2 separate regions of the Ctenopharyngodon idella genome follow, and region 2 is linked to region 1. A link is a contact called in public Hi-C data. All regions are on one chromosome and are shown on one strand. Each heading gives the region's core, a stretch centred on a gene start, on an enhancer-like site or on the middle of the called end of the contact. The rest is flanking DNA. Distances are from core to core; before and after follow the strand shown. Region 1 holds the start of desi1a (desumoylating isopeptidase 1a). Region 2 holds the start of mrtfaa (myocardin related transcription factor Aa).

Region 1 (2,892 bases), core at 118-2,617:
GATCCCAGCACCACCATAGAAAAATTCCTCTCCGTAGACCACTATAGATGTGTGCCTGTGTTGACATAATATAACAGGAAATGCATATGGTTAAAACATATTAATATTACAGTTATTAGATAATAATATTTGTTTAGCATTTTTTTTCATACATGAAATGCAGCGCAAAGCACTTCACAAGCATAAACACAAATTCAAATTTTTTAAAAAAGATATTACATAAATATTATATAATTATATACTTAACTTATTTATAGATAAAGGATTTTAACCATAATCTTTTATAGGCACAATATTAAGTAACAGTAATTCACTTACCAAATCCCATCAAGCTGTTTTCCTGTAAGAAAGAATATGTTTTAGAAATCATTTATTATATGATAGATATTAGTTTTATTAGTTATGTTCCTCATAATACAGTTAAAATGTTATTATATTTACATTATTAAAATATAATAGTAGGACTGTTATGGTTTGATCCATTTAAAGATTTATTTTCAATCTAAAGAACCTTAACTAACCAGTGCTCTAGCATGTGACACGATTAATTAACATAAAGAACATCATGTTCCAGAACAATTTGTTCTTTTTGTTTTTAATAAATAATGCTAAATAACAGAGATAAACAGATCAGCGGGTCTCGCTGTGAATATAGCTCTTCGGGTTATGTTAATAAAAGGTTTTGTTGATAAAAGTGTTTTCATCGATCAGATGTAACGCGAATTTATATATCCTAGAACAGCGAAGGCTTCTCTTAAATATTTATAAGCAAAGCCATCGCCATTGGATGGTAAAACCGCAACGTCACTATACCTCATTAATAATCCAACACTAAGTCTTCGCCATTGGAAAGTTACCAAGTAACGGTGGCATTACCTAATTAATATTCATTAGCCAAGATTTCTCATTGGATGGTGACCAGGCAACGAAGCAAGATGGAAGTAATATATATGAGCGAACCCTTCTTCATGGTAGGATTGGAAATTTCTCGGCCCTCACCAATGTAACGGTAAAGATATACTACATCACTCACCCAACATTATCGGACTGAGCTGCCTGGCCATTCCCCTCGACAAATCATAAATGAAAAGCTGCACTCCAAACGTCGAGTTGTGCTGATCCATGTTTGTGATGGTGGCTAAATGCGGCTGACTAGCCTGTCTGCGGGTATCCTGCAGCTCTTGCGTTATTATACGGCCTTAAGATTCTCAAATGGTCACGACAGTCTGATATCTGAGTTTTGAAATTCTTGAAATACTGTAGCTATATCGGACTTTTTGAGAATCAATGGCATTAGGAGGGTTTGAGTAAAAAAAAAAAAAAAACATTCAAAAGGATAGCAAGATAAATAGGTTATGTCCTTCCAAGTCGCCAATGAAGAAGCGTATTAATTCAACGGCACGACAGCGCCATCTATTGTATGTGCAAGCGATTACCTCACGACATAACCATATGCCCCCGGAAAATAAATCAACTGTAATTTCAGTGTGTACCTAAAAATTGGTTTTACCATTATAAAAGTCAATTGGTTGGCACTTCTATCACCTCATTCCTTTCATTACTGAATTTCTTCATCCATATGAGTTACAAAATGAGACTCATGAAGACGATGCAAGTAAGTATTTACACAACTTCTTATTGTTTGTATACGTCCAGTTTGACAAATCGTTACTGTTTTATTCTTCCTGACTGTTGAAGTTGAAACGATCAGAGAATAAATGAACCAAAGCCTCTAGAAAGAACTCGTAACGAAAGATTTTTAAGAAAAAAATTGATTATTTTGAAATAAAGAAATGCTATTGAGAAGAGTATGTGAATCTATCTATCTATCTAATCTATCTATCTATCCATCCGAAGGAGTTGCATCTTATTGAGCATCTTTAAATTTAAAAAAGATGAATATCCAAAAATGAGATTGAAATTTAATTTTGAAGAAATTCTGTGTGGGAATCAAACAGTAAATTTGGCATATAGTTAATTATCTATATATCTTAATGGTTTTAAATTCAGGACCAAATTCAGTAGGCTACACAACTTATTTATAACACAGGCAAGCAGGTAAATATGAACGGAACGCAAAAAAAAAGTTACACGTTTAGCTTTCCCCCGATAGAAACCCATTATAAAGAAAACATTGCTTAATACTAAGACAGAGATATTGCATTTGTATTCGGTGCTCATCTGCTTTCCTCTATACAGTAGCCTAGTAGCGTAGGCTACCTATCTATGTATCATGAACAAGATGTAGCCATAATGAATTTGGTTCTCCGATAATACGTCTATCTTAATCATTAAGCGTTCTCTTAATAACGAGGGAAAATGCTTAACGTATAACTTTGGGCGCTGCTTTTATATTCTGGGCTCGTCTGCTTGCCTGCATATATATAATGCATATATATATATGCATTATCAATAAGTTGTATGCTGAATTTATCCTTCACTTTTACTGTCTCTGTGCATCAATTACACATTCTCACTTTTTCTGCTTTGATTGTTGGGGAATATTAACGGAATTCTGTCGATTTGATTTAAATTTGCTAAATACATCGAATAAACCAAAACAGGGATATCAGCACGCAAGGGGTGGGAGGTGTGTAGAACTGTAAATGATGGGCGCTGGAATTCTCTGGAAATCTGCGGAACTTTCTGTGGAATTCTGCTGGCGCAGATTCCGGGAAGGACTCATTATCGCTGTTATTCAGCGTGTTTCTCGGAAAACACTATTAAAGTACTTTCAGTATGTTCTAGGTGTATGTGTAGATCACGTTTCATATAGGGTTTTACATCAGCCTCTGCAATGACCCGGTATTCTCGTGTAGCTCAAAAGTGACTCATCGTACTAATACGTTTTTATCGCTCAGAGAGAGACCACCTTTTCCCGTCTTTCATTTC
Region 2 (2,892 bases), core at 178-2,677, 190 kb before region 1:
AGTAACAAGGAGTATGTCCAAATCTTTCACTGATAGTGTAGTGATACAAATTAATGATGACAAATAGGATGTATGCAAAATTACTGAAATCAAACCCACTTAAGTAATTCATTCTCTATGTACTTATTAATGCAAAATTGCCTTAATATTTCAATACCTTGGTCACTATTTTATGTAGTATTCTGAACTAACCTTGTTTATGAATAACAGCAGATCTGGACTGGTTTACAAAGTGTCAAAACGAAAATAATGCTTGTGACGGATTTGTTTTGTGACCAAGATCATTGCTGTCAACATCTTAGATCTTAGATCAGCTTTCCTGCATTGATATACCATATGGAAACCAGGCTGGTTTTTCTGGTTCTGTGTAAGTGATACTTGATTCTACTTGACAATACAAAGCCACTGACACTGTAACAGACCTTTAAGCTAAAAAGTCTATAGTCTGAACTTTAAAATATCTTATTTAACCAGTTAGTGAGTCAGAATCACCACATCTGAAATCTGAATGTTGCGCGCAGAAACTTGTACATGCCTTATTGGCAGACTGATTTCAAAAATGTCTCTCAGTGCTGATGTTCACTCTGTACTGAAATGTAAGTTGAATCATCAGCATGCAGTTACAGTTATTTATGAATGTAAAATGTGAATTTTAGTCAGATTAATTCATATTATAAATAATTTAGGATATTATACTCATTAAAGACTTCTGAGATTTTATAAATGTGTAATATTTTTTCTACAATAAAATAATTGATCCATGATTATGTGGTATATGCATTGTTTTGCTTTTTGTTTTTCAAGGGAAACCGGGTCAGACAAACAGACAATTGTATAAATTGGCCTCCAGGAGGCAGTAAAATCGCTCTTTTTGCGCTGGTCTTCAACCCAGAGTCGGTAAGAAGTCTCCATGATTTTAGTGACTAATTAACATTTTTTATTAAAATAATTACAATATTTTAATTATAAAAATATTTGTACTAAATTATTATTGTTGATTTGTTTGTTTGGAAACTAAGGTTATGCCGAATCCATTGTGGACCACAAAAAAAAGAACATTCAATTTGTTTGTTATTGGAGATATTTGTACACTTTAAATCATAGTTTTTAAAATATATGATTTTTTTTTTTTTTTTTTTTTAATTGTATAAACAATAACGTACATCGTGCTAACTTCCATTGTAGAAAAATGTTATTCTATTCCTGTGGTAAAATCTTAACGCTGAGCCTCCAACCAAAACCGGTGAGGATTCCAATTGGCCCTCTGGTTCCACCGAGAACAGAGAGCAGTGATGTGATTGGTTTAGTAGGTCATCGTTCAACACAGTCGATCGTTCGTCTCTTTCGCGGAAGTCATTTACATGAGCCTATTGGTTATTTGCAATGCCAGTCTTCAAAGTGCTCGCCCACTATTGGATGGATCCTAAAAACGGGCGGGGTTCCGGTTGAAGTTTACTGGATATCGGAAACGATTAGTGAAGTCCAGTCCAGTGGAATACCAATAGATGAGATGTATCAACCATTGTAAAGTAAGACAACTGTTAAACTTATCATGTTTAAGCCTTGTTTTGACATGCTAACGCTGCATGCGCAATCTTTTGTTCGAATACTTCCAGGGTGTTTAATATTGCATTATGAGCTTGCTGGAAGTTGCATTGTGTAGTTGGGAACAGCAAGCACATGGTCTGAGTTTGCTTGTCAGGTTACTGTGCCATATGTTTGCTGGGTGAGACAGCATATTTTTTGGGCTGTCATACGTGTGACTGAAGATTATAAGGGATACAGGTCACCTTGGCCACAGTGGGCATAGGAGGGTGCTTGTGGTCCTGATGCTGTGAAGGTGGGACTGTTATGTAACATGCATCATGACATGTTGTCTTTATTCTTTTAATGCATGCATCTGTCATTAGGTGAGTTTGCGTATTATGACAGCTCTTATAACGTGTTTTTTTAAAGCTTTTAAAGTGTGTTGTTTTGCCTTTGGTTCAAAAGTACTATATCATATTTTTTGTACACGATACCATGGTAAATAATACCAAGTTTTTCTGCACATGTAATATGATACTGCCCATGTTTATTTTGACATTATGCTATTATCATACCATGTGTAATATCAGACTGTATGAAGGTGGTAATCAAGTTCCAAGGTGTATGAAAGTATCAATTTTTGTTTTTAAATCATTTAGACACTTTACCAGCTAAAGTCATGTTGAAGCTTATGGTCATAAAGATGCATTTGAACTCTGTATGACTGCATTATTCCTTTATAAGCAATAGTTTAATGTCCTGTTTTGCAAAAATTTTGTTGGTTTGTTAATTCAAATGATTTTTAACAGGCTTGAAAGTTTTTTTTTTTTATTTTATTTATTAATATAAAATATATTAAGGTAAATATGTTTATGAAAATCTATAATTCTAAAAGATAATACATATTTATATTTTTATTTATTACAATAAAATGGGCTCAAGTTTCTGTTAAGTGTCTTGGGATGTATTGCATGATGCGAAAGACTTATTAATCTGTCTTTCTGTTGCATCAGCAATTTTAACTGCAGGTTGGAAACATGAGTATACAATATTCAACATATACACAATAATACCACAGTTTATGATCAACAAGCATGACTTCTGCTTCACAAGTTGTGTATAAACTAGGTCAGCTTATGATTCATAGTGACTAAATAAAGTGGGACAAAAGAAACTCCAACTTCTGCTTCATTTCACACTATATAGAGACTTTGAGACTAAAATTGTAAAAACAACAGTCCTCACTTATTTGTGTAATATATCTACCATGCCTACATTTTTTTTTTTTTTTTTCCCTCCACTCTTACTTTTGTGCTTTTGTCTTGCAGCTCAGGTTTCAAGGAATGTTCCAGGTTCAAGTTCAAC

The links. Hi-C and Micro-C count contacts between places; a contact is called where the count stands out from the background.
Region 2: a contact with region 1 is called in a Hi-C map of muscle, with 2.7 times the contacts expected there. The contact joins the promoter of mrtfaa here to the promoter of desi1a in region 1. A contact is called at or near these places in 2 of 2 Hi-C or Micro-C datasets (both in muscle).

Annotation. Positions count from the first base shown.
Region 1 is chr3:21,162,638-21,165,529 of HZGC01, reverse strand. It overlaps desi1a (desumoylating isopeptidase 1a), which reads right to left and starts at 1,367. Exons shown (of 6, transcript XM_051888735.1): 1 at 1,034-1,367; 2 at 319-340; 3 at 1-55. The coding sequence starts at 1,124. cbx7a (chromobox homolog 7a) reads left to right here and starts at 1,458. Exons shown (of 6, transcript XM_051888731.1): 1 at 1,458-1,615. The coding sequence starts at 1,580.
Region 2 is chr3:21,354,462-21,357,353 of HZGC01, reverse strand. It overlaps mrtfaa (myocardin related transcription factor Aa), which reads left to right and starts at 1,427. Exons shown (of 19, transcript XM_051886871.1): 1 at 1,427-1,529. slc25a17 (solute carrier family 25 member 17) reads left to right here. Exons shown (of 9, transcript XM_051886876.1): 9 at 1-764.